Linked DNA regions of Mus musculus: region 2 is linked to region 1. The links are chromatin contacts, called in public Hi-C maps. All regions are on one chromosome and are shown on one strand. The core of a region is the stretch at or near the end of the contact, and the rest is flanking DNA. Distances in the headings are between cores, read along the strand shown.

Region 1 (5,834 bases), core at 1,224-3,723:
GAGAGCTGCTATTCTTTGAATCCTCCACACTTGGTCAGCTTTCAGTGAGCCTTTGCACAGCGCAGCATCTTTCCAGGGGTGATCTTTCCCCTCCCCCTTTCCACTGAATGTCTATGGTTCCTTAATCCCTAGCATAATTACCATTTTCTCAGTGAGTGTTCGTTCTCTAAACTCCTCAGGCAGAACAGGCTGCCCCTGCTGGGTCCTCATACCTTTGGGTAATTACTTATTGATGCTGTCTCTCTTCTGAACTGAGAGCAACCCTCACAGCCTGTGTGCTCAGAGCTGTCAGACTGTGCCTATAAGCACGTTCACTATCCTCTCGCCAGGGTCCAACTTATTATAAATGATCAGTAAGTGCTGTTGGATAAATAGAATAATTTCTTGAACCACAATCAGATTAGGAGCATATAACCCAGGGCTGGAGAGACAATTCAGTAGTTTAAAGTGCACACTACTCTTGTCAAGGAATGGAATTTAGTTCCCAGTGTCTGTGTCACAATTGTCTGCAGCTCCAGCCTAGGGGCTCTGACGTGCTCTTCATGTTCTCCAGACACCAAGTACGTGTGCAATTACTCATGCACAGACACAGACACACACACACACACACACAGAGAGAGAGAGAGAGAGAGAGAGAGAGAGAGAGAGAGAGAGAGAGAGAGGCACACAATTTAAAATAATAATAAAAATAAAATCTTTAAGGACACATAACCTTAAGTATGCCCGCAGAGAAGAGGCAATGAGGATCCAGCAGACAGAGTCCACTCCTGACCTTAACCCTGTGAGGATAGGTATGATGGTATGATGCTTTAATTGCCAATTTGATACAACCGAGAATCACTTGGAATGAGAGTCTCATTGAAAGACTGTCTGCACAGGGTTAGCCTGTAGACAGATATGTCTATGGGTGATTGTTAGTTAATTGATGTGAAAAGACCCAGCCCACCTGGGCAGCACCATTCCCAAGGCAGGAGGTCTGAACTGTATAGGAATGGAGAAACTGAGTTCAGGCCAGGTAAACAAGTAGGTATGTAGGAATTCATTTCTCTCTTCTCTCAGCTGGGGTGGGATGTGATGTGACTAAGCTATTTGAAGTTCCTGTCTTGACTTATCCACACTAATGGGTTAAAATTTGGGATAACATACAACACACACACACACACAGAGAGAGAGAGAGAGAGAGAGAGAGAGAGAGAGAGAGAGAGAGAGAGAGGGAGAGAGAGAGAGAGAGTTTCTCACAGCATCATAAATGAAACTAGAACAGGAAAATGCTAAGCCGTGAGTTCACTGGCCCCAGGGAAGTTACCATGGTAAGGGAGAGAGGGGGAGAGAGGAGAGAGAGGAGAGAGAGGAAGGAAGGAAGGAAGGAAGGAAGGAAGGAAGGAAGGAAGGAAGGAAGGAAGGAAGGAAGGAAGGAAGGAAGGAAGGGAAAAGAATCTCTGGGAGAAAGGTAGCCCAGCCTCTGGACTGGGAGGTTCAGGATTGGGGGTAGGATATTCCAGGTAGGGACTGAGGGATGCTGAAAGGACCTGGAGGTCAGGTCTGCTTTGGTGTATAAAATATGCACCTTAGCCGCTTGTCCTAAGGTCTGAAACAAAATAAAGGTATCTCCTCACAGCAATAGAATGGTGACTAAGACAAGTGTCCACTGTTATTTTTGTAATACTTTCTCCCCTAACAAACTCTGTTTGGATTGTAATACCATGATTCATCAAATTCTGTTGTTCTTGGGAATGGAAGAAATGAATGGATAAGACAGAAGAACTGGGATAGAAAATCCCATCCTCCCTAGAGAAGCTGTTCACTGTTCCTCCTACGGAAGAGCCTTGAAAACTAATAAGCTCCACACTAAAGATCATCGTTAAGGTTTCACAATAAGGGCCATTGACATTTCATAACAGACATTTCTTGAAAGATTAGCAGTCTTCTCTGGTTGCCCTCCTGGCATTTGGAAAGCTTGAGTGAGTCTCATTTTCTGTGGCTTTGACACAGAGAGCACAAATGGGTTCCACTAGGACAAGAGATGGATCTGCATCCTGCTAATGTACCTTGATAGGGTTTTGTTTAAAGTTCACAAGGATGTAAAGGGACTAGAGAAAACATGACCTTGATGAGAGGAAAGGGAGAGCCACGGGGGAGTCATTGCAAGCCATCATTTCAAAGACCTATACTAAAGGCCTCTGAAACAAACCAATGCTGAGCTCAGTGAGTGAATTCTAAATATAGCACATGCCTGGATCCACCAAGGTCTCCTCAGGGAACAGGTGAGATGGGCAGGTAGAAACATGTACAGTTAGGAACTTCTCAAGGACCGGGCAAACACTGCCATATCTCACATGATCCTGGACTCACCCTCTGAAACTATAAGCAAGCTCCCAATTAAATGCTTTGTTTTATAAGCTGCCTTGGTCATGGTGTCTCCTTGCAATGCTAGAACAGTGACTAAGACAAGCATCCACTATTATTTTTGTAATACTTTCTCCCTTGGCGAAGTTTGTTTGAGTTGTGATATGATGACTCATCAAATACTGCTGTTCTTGGGAATGGAAGAAAGCTGACATGCTAGTGACCTGCCCTTCTCAAGGCCCGGTCCCTTGCTGTTGTGGAGTGCCAATTGAATGCACAGTACAGTTCTGGAAGAGGGTGGCCTATATCACTGACTGTTCTCCACCTTGTAGGCTGTTGCTCAGTCCACTTTCCTTCCTCACCTAGTGATGATAACAATCAAAAATATCTCCAGACATTTCTATGTGATTAATGGGGACAGACTCACTCCCGGTTGAGGATCACTCATCTAAGAGAACCTAACATTCTAAAATATATTCAATAGTAAAAGTGTAGAATAAAAAGCTGCTCACCTCCTATTCCAAGCATAGACTTTGGGTATGCCTTCCGTTGGTGCATGTGGGTTTTTTGTTTTTTTGGTTTTTTGGGTTTTTTTTTTTTTTGTATTTGAAAGGGTTTTTTTTAATAATAAAGTTTATTTAAAATTTCTGAATTATAAAATATACCAGTAAGCATCCATGAAGGGAATTAATATCATTCTGCTATTTGCATACTTTTATTCATCATTTTGAAGAGGCCAATGTTATGTCAACTTCTAACTTTAAGTAATTTTTGGTTTTATATTTATTTATTTAAAAAAAAGTCTTTATCTCAGCAGATGAAGCCACTGTGTCAACTCCACAGAACAGCAAATACACTCCAGAACTCAGATAAGGATATCTTCTCTGTGTACAGTAGTTCCTAAGAAGTCTACACTTTCCAAAGCTAGAGTAAGTCATGATAGTTTGGGGGACATTCATTTCTCTTGTGTTCTCCCAGTGCCCAAAGAATATTAGGTGAATGGGATTCCCAAAGTGCTCTAAGAATCTTCCTAAGTACCACAGTCTGCAGTGATGAATTGTGGGTTTGTGGATAGAGAGAATACAAATATTTAAAATCCTCCATGTGTTGTGATATGAGAATTAACCTGAATGGAGAGGAATCCTTTGTCCTGTACATCTTTAGTGTCTCCTCTGTGCCTGGCACCATTCTAGGTAGGATCTGAGGTGGTCACAATGGTCAAGACACCAACACTCACAAGGTATTACCTATTCTAGTGAGGGGAGCCCACTATGTATACTGCCATATACCTGAAATCCCGATAATTCCATGGAGCAGACATACAGAGTCAGGTAGAATCGAGTTGCTTAGTCATGGGGATAAGCTGTCTTTAGCTGCTGATGTGAGCTGAGGCTTAAGTACAAAGACTTTAGGCATCCTGGTAAGAAATTGGGGTTTTGTTCTGCTAACAGTGGGAAAGGACAAGCAAGTGCCCAGCAGGGGAAGAACAATATTGACTAGTAAGAGAACCTTTATGTCCATGTGGGGAGCAGGTAGAACGAGGCTGAGAAAGCGCTCACATGACACAAGAACAATGGTGTATCAAGTAAGTCAGAGAGATGATGTGCGACATGGGCTGATGTGATGACTCCGCGTTCCGATGGGCAGCATGTGTGTGACTTCCGGTGTTGGAGAAGCCAGCTCTGGGTGAAGAGAGGCAGAAGTGTGAGGTGCTCAAGACTTGGCAAAGTTATGGAGACAACTAAGAGCTAAAACTCTGGGGAATGACATAGCAACTAATGACAGAGGTCACAAATGCGAGGACCTTGTGCGTCCACTTTTATTTTGAAATAGGCTAATAGCCAGGAACTAGGGCATTGGGCACCTTCCTAGAGCATCATGTTCAATAAGCCCCTGGAAATTCTAGCTTTGTGAACAGTGTAGCCCATGGGCCAAGGCTAAACTATGGGAAGCCAGGTCCTATGTAGCCTCTTCTCAAATCCCTCATCTGTGGGTGATGCCTATAACACCATCCAGACATGTCCAACCTGTGGACAGTGCAACATGATGTTTTCATCTACAGAGTATAATCTAAGGAACTGAACAATCACATCACAAGAAAAGAGAATTACAAAATATCTCATAATGGTTTTCTTGTTTGTTTGTTTGTTTGTTTGTTTTTACTTTGTCATTATTGTCGTTTTGTTTTGTTTTGTTTTGTTTGTTTTGTTTTGTTTTGAGACAGGATCTTACTATGTAGTCTTGGCTGTCCTGGAATTCACTTTGTATACCAGGCTGCCTCGAACTCTTAGAGTGAAGTGCCTTTGCTTTCTGAGTGCTGGGATTAAAGGCAGACGCTGTGACTGCTGCTACAGCAGCCGCCGCCGCCGCCACCAGCAGCAGCACCCAGCTCTCATAATGTTCAAAGTAAGATTATAATTTTGTATTAGTCAGGCAGTGGTGGCACACGCCTATAATCCCAGCACTTGGGAGGCAGAGGCAGGCAGATTTCTGAGTTTGAGGCCAGCCTGGTCTACAGAGTGAGTTCCAGGACAGCCAGGCCTATACAGAGAAACCCTGTCTCGGAAAAAAAAAAAAATCTGTGTTGAGCCACATTCGTAGCTATCCTTGACTCCATGAGGCTCACGGGCAGCAGATGAGAAGAGGCTTCAGTTCAGGGGGAAAAAGTATAACCTTTCTTTCAACACACAGAAAAGAAGTTACAGAGGGAAACCAGACATAAATAAGTACTGTGACCGTGAATAACCTTGAATTTCAGGGTTGTCAGAAGATAAGCCAGCTGGGACATGGAGATGGGATTTCTGACTTAGAAGTAGAGCAGGTTTGCATGGGGGAGAGAGGAAGAACAGAACAGGAAGAAGTGACCTTGAAGACCCAGAAAGAGCTGCTTGGTAGCAGGAAGGTAGGGGTGCTTCGTTACTGGCTTTCCTGAGTGACTTCTGGTCTGTTTGTGACAGGCCTTCACCAAATCTATACGGGGCACCTGGAGTGAACCTTGGGTCATTGGGAGGTGGGGATGGGGGTCTCGTGTGTAAAGTTTCCCCCAAGTTCTTCTGGTGACCAATTTATTTAAAAGACAAGTTCCAGAACAAGTCCATTCCAGAAAACGTTTCTGTGGCATTTGAAACTACAATCAAACCTAACTTTTTCCCTGAATTCCTTCCTTTGTTTAAAACATTGCTAAATGTCTTTATCTTTTCTTTCCTGTTTTATGTGTATGGATGCCTACCAGTGAGTCTGTGCACTACATGTGTGCAGTACCTTTGGTGGCCAGAACAGGCTGTCTGATCCCCTAAAACTGGCGTTACAGTCCTCTGTGATCAGCCTTATGGATGCTGGAATTGAACACTGGTCTTCTGGAAGGGAAGCCAGTGCTCTTGATGATGAAACCATCCGTCCAGCCCCTCCTCCTCCTCCTCCTCCTCCTCCTCCTACTCCTCCTCCTCCTCCTCCTTCTTCTTCTTCTTCTTCTTTTTCTTCTTTGTTTG
Region 2 (6,360 bases), core at 705-3,204, 440 kb before region 1:
GGTACTAAGCATATACTGTAGAAATAACTGACTGCCAGTGTTCAGTGGACCCACATGACTGGTAAGGAAGAATTGTTAGGCAGTTGGCTGTTTTCTTCAGGTGGTCCCTTAGGAGGGTCCTGGACTTCCTGTCTTAGGAATGTGTTTTCCTAGCCTGGGACTTGGGGCTTCTTAGGCCAAGGGCAGAACTTTAGCGTCTGTGTCTAGAGGGTTAAAAAGGTGACAATTCTGGGGGAACCTCTAATGTCACCATGAAGTGGAGTCTGGATTGTCAGAGTAGGTAGTCTACCTTGGAACTGTGTTCTAGGCTTTGTCCCTAGCATCCTTCCTCTCCAGAAGAATACATGTATGAGATGTCTTTATGTAAGAATATCCTATGGTGAGATCAGAGGACATCCCTACACTGCCACATGACTCCCTTCCTGGGGTCCCTGAACTACTTCGATGGAGGTTATCTTAAAGGAAGCCTGTCAGATATTGCCATAAGCCTTTCAGAGAATGTCCTTGGAGCTCCAAATAAGATTATCTTGGGCCAATGAAAATGTCACCGTTCTTTGTTCTTGGCAAGAATCCCAGCTCCCTCAGCTTGGGAACACCATTTACCCCACACCAAATGGAAACTTCATTTGGATATTATGTTCATCTCCAATTAATAAATTACAAGAGGAGAAGTTAATTCATCACTTGAAGCTTGGGCCAATAAAAACTGTCCACAGCATAGGAAACAGAGGATGATAAAGCAGCCCCTCATTAGGGCAGGGCTCTCATTTCTTTGAGGTCCCTTGCATGTTGGGTCTGAGTATATGAAATGGCTTCCAGGGAATCTGTCATTGGAACAGTCCCCACCTCTGGAGGGACCCAAATGAAGTGACAGTGTTAGAACTAGAAGTGCCTCCAATATGTTGAGTGATGAGGGTGGCTTTGTCATGGCTGTAGGGACTCTTAGTCCATAGCCTGGCATGACCCAAAGTGGCAGACAACTCCCCACTCATCACTATTTGCTTTAGACCCTACCCTGCAAATCTCAAGGGAGAGAGCTGTTCCCTTTTCTCAGAATGCCTGTGTAGCAGAGTACCATGGGAATGCATGAAGGAGTCTCGCTCAGGCTTGATGCTAACGTGTGTGATGGAATGTATGTTTCCTTGCTCATAGCAAAACTGACTAACTAGGGTGCAGGGAAGGCCCTGGTAGCTTTCCTCCCCTGGGAATGTCACCTATGCCCAGTCTCCTGACCATGGTTTTCTGCAAAGCTCCCTTGGTGTTCAGTGATGTCACTGAAAGGCTGGTGACATTGATGTCAAATGATGAAAAGCAGCAGACCCTCAGCTTGTCCTCTGTGCACCGTTCTCAGCCTTCCCATCACTCACTAACATTTTCTAGCCATCCTGTGAGGAAAAGGCTATTGTCATTGCTCCTGGTTCACTGAGGACAAAATAGAGACCCAGGAAGGTTAGGTAGATGTTGGAGGCTACATGTGATACCTGTCTTGGTCTCTGGATTGCCCAAAAGCTATTCATGAGACTTCATTTAAGCCATCTGAGCCCAGAACCTCAATATTCTCCTCTTTTTCCAAATTTATGTTTAAAAAAACCAGTTGCATATATTATAATCACCAAAATGGCCATATTTCCCTCTGTTTTATTTTTATTTTTCTGTCTCTGGCAAGCCTAGGGTGCCATCCACCCCAGGGAGGAATCCCGGGAAATGAGGAAATGTTAAGTGTCTCAGTTAAGTGTCTGCTAAGCCCCAGTCTCAGTGCTCTTCCTGGCTGTTCAAGTGCCCCTTAGCAATGTCCATCTTTGAGCCTTTGTCACTGAAAGAGAACAAATAGGGGACAGTAATCCTGAACTGAGGCATAAAGTCCCCCAATTCAGCAAGTATAAATGGAAACTCTGAGGCCGTGTGATTCACTTTGCCAACATGACTCATGTTCTGCTAAGGTTTCCATGAACAATATGTTCACAGTCTGGTTTAATTATAGCCTAGATCTGCCACTGCCTCGGTGAGCCCCAGAGGCACCCGGCCCTCACCCCCCACTGTTGCCAGTTAAAATGTCTCCCAGGGAGAGAGGGGGAGAGGACACTGGAAATGGTTTTCTGCCAGTTCTATTGGTCACATGGCATAGTGGATAGTCTCTACAGGGGGGCTTAGTGAGGGGCAGCACCCCCAAAGGTGCTGGAAAAGCATGTGCTCACAGGGTGCCTGTACTGCTGGGGCTTCCCCTCCATGTAGAGTTGAGATTCACAAGCACCCAGTGTGGGTGTTTGGAGTGATCAATTGAGAGAAAGAAACAGGGTTGAGTCAACGCTCCTGCAAGCGAGGGTGGAGGGAACCCCGAGGCTGCCTGATGAGCTTGGGGGTGGTTCCACACATGGGCTTGGTGACAGTGGACAGAAAATGAAAAACAAACCCTGTCCCATCCACTTCACAGGCACTTTGCCATTGCAGTGGAAGACACAAGGGCTCCTGCTTGGGAAGGGTATCATTTTACAAATCTAGAGTGGACCTTTCACTCTCTTATGCAGCTATTAGAGTGTTTCAGAGGCAGCAGGAGCTGGCTGCCAAGAGTGGAACAGAGAGAAGGCATTTGGGGCTATCTCTAAAAGGAATTCTTTGAATGTTAGGTTCCAGGAGCCTTACCCCTACCTATATTATAAAATTTAATATTTATTAAGCAATTTATTATGTGCCAAGTGATATCCATGCACTATACAAATATTAATATGTTTGTCTCTTGCAACAACCTCAGGAAGCAGAGGTGCGATCATGGAGCCAGTCACTGTGGAGCTGAAGGTGGCAGCATGCAGGGCTTGGTCTGGAGCTTGTGCTCTGTAGCACTGCTGGCATTGGGTGGCACTGGGCACCAAGGTTGTGGTGTGGGGACAGAGCCTTGAGGAAAAGCAGCTCTGTCTACTGCATGTCCGTGACCTCATTCTCCCATAGTTGCAGGTGGCCCTGGAAGCTGAGTCTAGCACCCCACTCCATGTGTTCTGAGGGTGTCCAGTGGCTCAGAGAAAAGATGAGATCTGCTTCCTCAGCCTTCTTCCTTCCCAACAAATTTCAGATTCACTCCTGCATTCTTCACCCCCACCCCGTATATATGATGAGAGAGAGAGAGAGAGAGAGAGAGAGAGAGAGAGAGAGAGAGAGAGAGGGGGGAGAGAGAGAGAGAGAGAGAGAGAGAGAGAGAGAGAGAGAGAGAGAGAGAGAGAGAATGTGTGTGTATGTGTGCATGTTTGTGTGAGTGCAGACACCTGTGCTATGGGGCACAATGTGAAGGACAAAAGACAACCCTGGTGTTAGCCCCAGCTTCCCACCTTGTTTGAGTCAGGGTGTTTTTTGTTATTCACTGCTGCCTACATCAGGCTATCTTGATGAACAATCCTGCTTCCATATTAGGCTTGAAAGCTATAAGACAAACTATTTCTGTTAATGATTAAACCTCTGTTTCTTAAGGATTAGGCTATGCCCCACCTGTAACTACAAATGGCTCTGAACTGCCTGTTCTAGGAATGATGATCATGCGTTTGTTTGAAAAAGTTATGTCCATCTCACAAACATGTTGTTTCAGGAAGTTATGACTAACTTGTCATGCTTATGTTCTGCTTCTATAACCCTGTTTGCCCACTAAGTCCTCCATTTGGAAACCCCCTACCCCTGAGCTATAAAACCCTTATATTCCCTATGTCCAATGCTGACTTCTTGAACCTCACCTTAGGGGGAGGCAGCCCTTGTACATGAATAAGAATGCTTATTTAATCATTTAATAAATTTGGCCACAGTGATTTGGGTTGGCTGTCTTTCTCCTCCCATCTTCTGGAATTCCCTTATCTGTCTCCCATTTCATTGTCGAAGGACTTGGATTCCAGAGACTTGTGCTTTACATGGGCCCTGGAATCCACACACAGGTTCTCATGCTTGATTGCAAAGCACTTTACCCACTTCTTCTTCTCGTCCCCACTCTCCCATCTAAGAGCACCCCTATTTCTCTCGAGGAAAGCAGGGCCACTTTGCAATAACAGGCCCTTAGGTGCCAAGTGTCAAGAGGAAGAAAGCATGTCAGTTAAAGCTACAAGCAGGGGTTAGGATGTGCCTCCCTTCTCCAGTGCCATGCCCTGCCCTGGCTGCAGGGGTAGAGTGGAGTGTTTAGAATGGAACACAGGTCAGGGCCTTAGCCACTCTAGGTGTTCACAGCAGATGCTTAAATTGGCCTCACACCAGGCAAGCTAGCTTGGGGGCCCTCAGAGTTCAACGTCTCACACTGTATTTCTCTCTACTAGCTGCTGTGTAAGACCTGCCAAAGCTTTCTATTGATACAAATGATCATCAGCTTTGTATACTGAGAAAACACCCTAGGAAAGCTGAGTCACTATTCATAGGCACAGTGCAAAGGTCACCTGTCTGAATGCAAATTTCATTTTTTTGGAATCATCCTGGCCTGTCCTTCAGAGTGCAGCCTTGCTTGCAAGATCCAGCATGGAGCTAGGGAGTGACAGCTACAACTGGCTCTTGAACTTCTGCCATAGGCCAACATGAACAGTGTAAGATTGTTAAGCATTCATTGTTGCATGCATTCATGTCTTGCTGACCTCTAGACTTAACACACAAAGATAGATTGTATAATCACCATATATTTCAGAGAGGAGGAAACTGAGGCACCAAGAGACTATGTATACTCAGAGGTACTCTAAGCAGGAGGTGGTTGAAATTCTGTCTGCTGATGAAGACAGGATTGGGGGTTCAGGGAGCAGTTGCAGCTGGGGTCTGTATCAGAAACTAAATGCTGGCTCCCTTAAAGCTGTGCCAAAGGCACCTCGGGTCAAGGTATCTAGGGTGACTGTGTCTGTATTACATCTGAGACTCTGGTTACCAGCTTTGGCTGTTTCTAAAACACTATCTGCTTTTCTTTGGACCTTCAGGTGGGTCCTTTGAGAGGACCTTAGTAGGCTGTTGTTCCACATCTTGAAAGCTGGGGAACTTGGAGAAATGCTCTCAGTATAACTCTGGGCATGGAGCCAGGACTCTCTGACCTCGTGTGTTTTGGAGGCCCGAAAAAAAAGCCTTGCTGGGCACGCTGGGATTATGAGCCATGACAAGACCCTGTGCTCTTGACTGCCCATCCACAAACAGAACTGCCAACTCCCAGGCTGGCTTTAGAGTATGGGGTGTGGTATTTGTGTGCCATGTATAAAGCTGCAGCTTTGCTGCCCCCTCTTTTCCAGGCAAACACCTCACAGGACTGGGCCTCCTCTGAGTCAGTCCTCTGTTCCAGACTGTTTCTGCCCATTTCCACTTCTGCCCTTCAAGGTGCATGCTACTGGCTAACCTTCTGGAATGTTCCCTATGACTGCCCTTCCTCAGGGAGAGCCTCCCTTTTTTTTAGTGAGTGACTCACTACATTTCTTGCTTGCTTTCTCTTGTTTTTGTTTTTCGTTTATTTATTATGCCTCCTTTTGGGGAAAAATCATCAAATTAAAAACACCCCAGCACATCTATTTTAAGTGCAGGAGAAGCAGCCTTTGAACAACTTGCTGAATGCAAAACCTTTCCAGCTTTCGAAGCCCTCAACTGCAAAGCTTGTAACTCATGCTTCCTTACTTGAAGGGCCCACAGGTGCTTGGGGGATATCAGAGGTCTGAAATCTATCAGCTGTGTATAACAGGAAAACATCTTGAAAGGGCAGATGGGAACAGAAGTTTATGGTGTCCCAATGATGGTTTCCAGTCTTTGTATCCATTGCTGCCTCTACTGTCTAGCAACCGCAGTCCTACCTGAGGGGCAGACTAGGCATGTGTCTATATACCCATGTATGCAAGCATACGTGTACATGAGTGGATATGTTTGCTTGGAAAGGTTCTAAGGTAGGGCTGGGGTTTCTAGGCCTGATCAAGGAAGATGAAGCATATTGGAAGGGCTCCACCCAGTCTCTAGCTTCATCTACTTGATGCCATTTCCAGTTGTTAGAATCTTACCCAAAACAGTATCTAAGCCAGAACAACTGTTCCTAGAAACTGTGGGTACCTCACACTTGCAGTTCAACCACACTGGGCACTTACCTCTTCCTTACCTTCTTATGGCATAATCCCTCCCAGTGTTGTATAGAGCAGACCTCTTGTCCCTTCTGTCTCTAGCTAGCCTCATTGCTCTGAATCTCCTTAAAGTAAATCTCTCAGGGAAGCATTTGAAACAGTCACGCCATGTCTCTGCTCAAAATTTCCCAGCGAGTTGTGAAAAAAACAAAAGCAGATGTTCCCATGCCCCTGGCTTCCTTGAGCATCTTAGGTGTACTTCTGCCTCAGGACCTTCACACTGGTTGTTGGCTCTAACACTCTTTTCCCACCCACTGCCTGGCTCAGGCCC

What was found. A called contact is a pair of places that touch in the nucleus more often than the background predicts.
Region 2: a Hi-C map of embryonic fibroblasts shows a contact between it and region 1, with 4 times the contacts expected there. The contact joins two enhancer-like sites. A contact is called at or near these places in 5 of 15 datasets of contacts at CTCF or cohesin (embryonic stem cells, large pre-B cells, pro-B cells and 1 more), 37 of 484 Hi-C or Micro-C datasets (the Ba/F3 cell line, the C2C12 cell line, the G1E-ER4 cell line and 9 more) and 2 of 115 datasets of contacts at active chromatin or transcription factors (extraembryonic endoderm stem cells and trophoblast stem cells).

Annotation. Positions count from the first base shown.
Region 1 is chrX:160,161,135-160,166,968 of GRCm38.p6, reverse strand. No RefSeq gene overlaps it. Among named protein-coding and RNA genes, the nearest start is that of Pdha1, 26 kb to the right of the region's middle. Within about 2 kb of position 2,473, at least 11 of the 459 cell types and tissues checked have an H3K27ac peak or open chromatin away from gene starts, as enhancers often do. A contact at or near this core is called in the C2C12 cell line and embryonic fibroblasts, where this site is marked.
Region 2 is chrX:160,600,030-160,606,389 of GRCm38.p6, reverse strand. No RefSeq gene overlaps it. Among named protein-coding and RNA genes, the nearest start is that of Phka2, 100 kb to the right of the region's middle. Within about 2 kb of position 1,954, at least 85 of the 459 cell types and tissues checked have an H3K27ac peak or open chromatin away from gene starts, as enhancers often do. A contact at or near this core is called in the C2C12 cell line and embryonic fibroblasts, where this site is marked.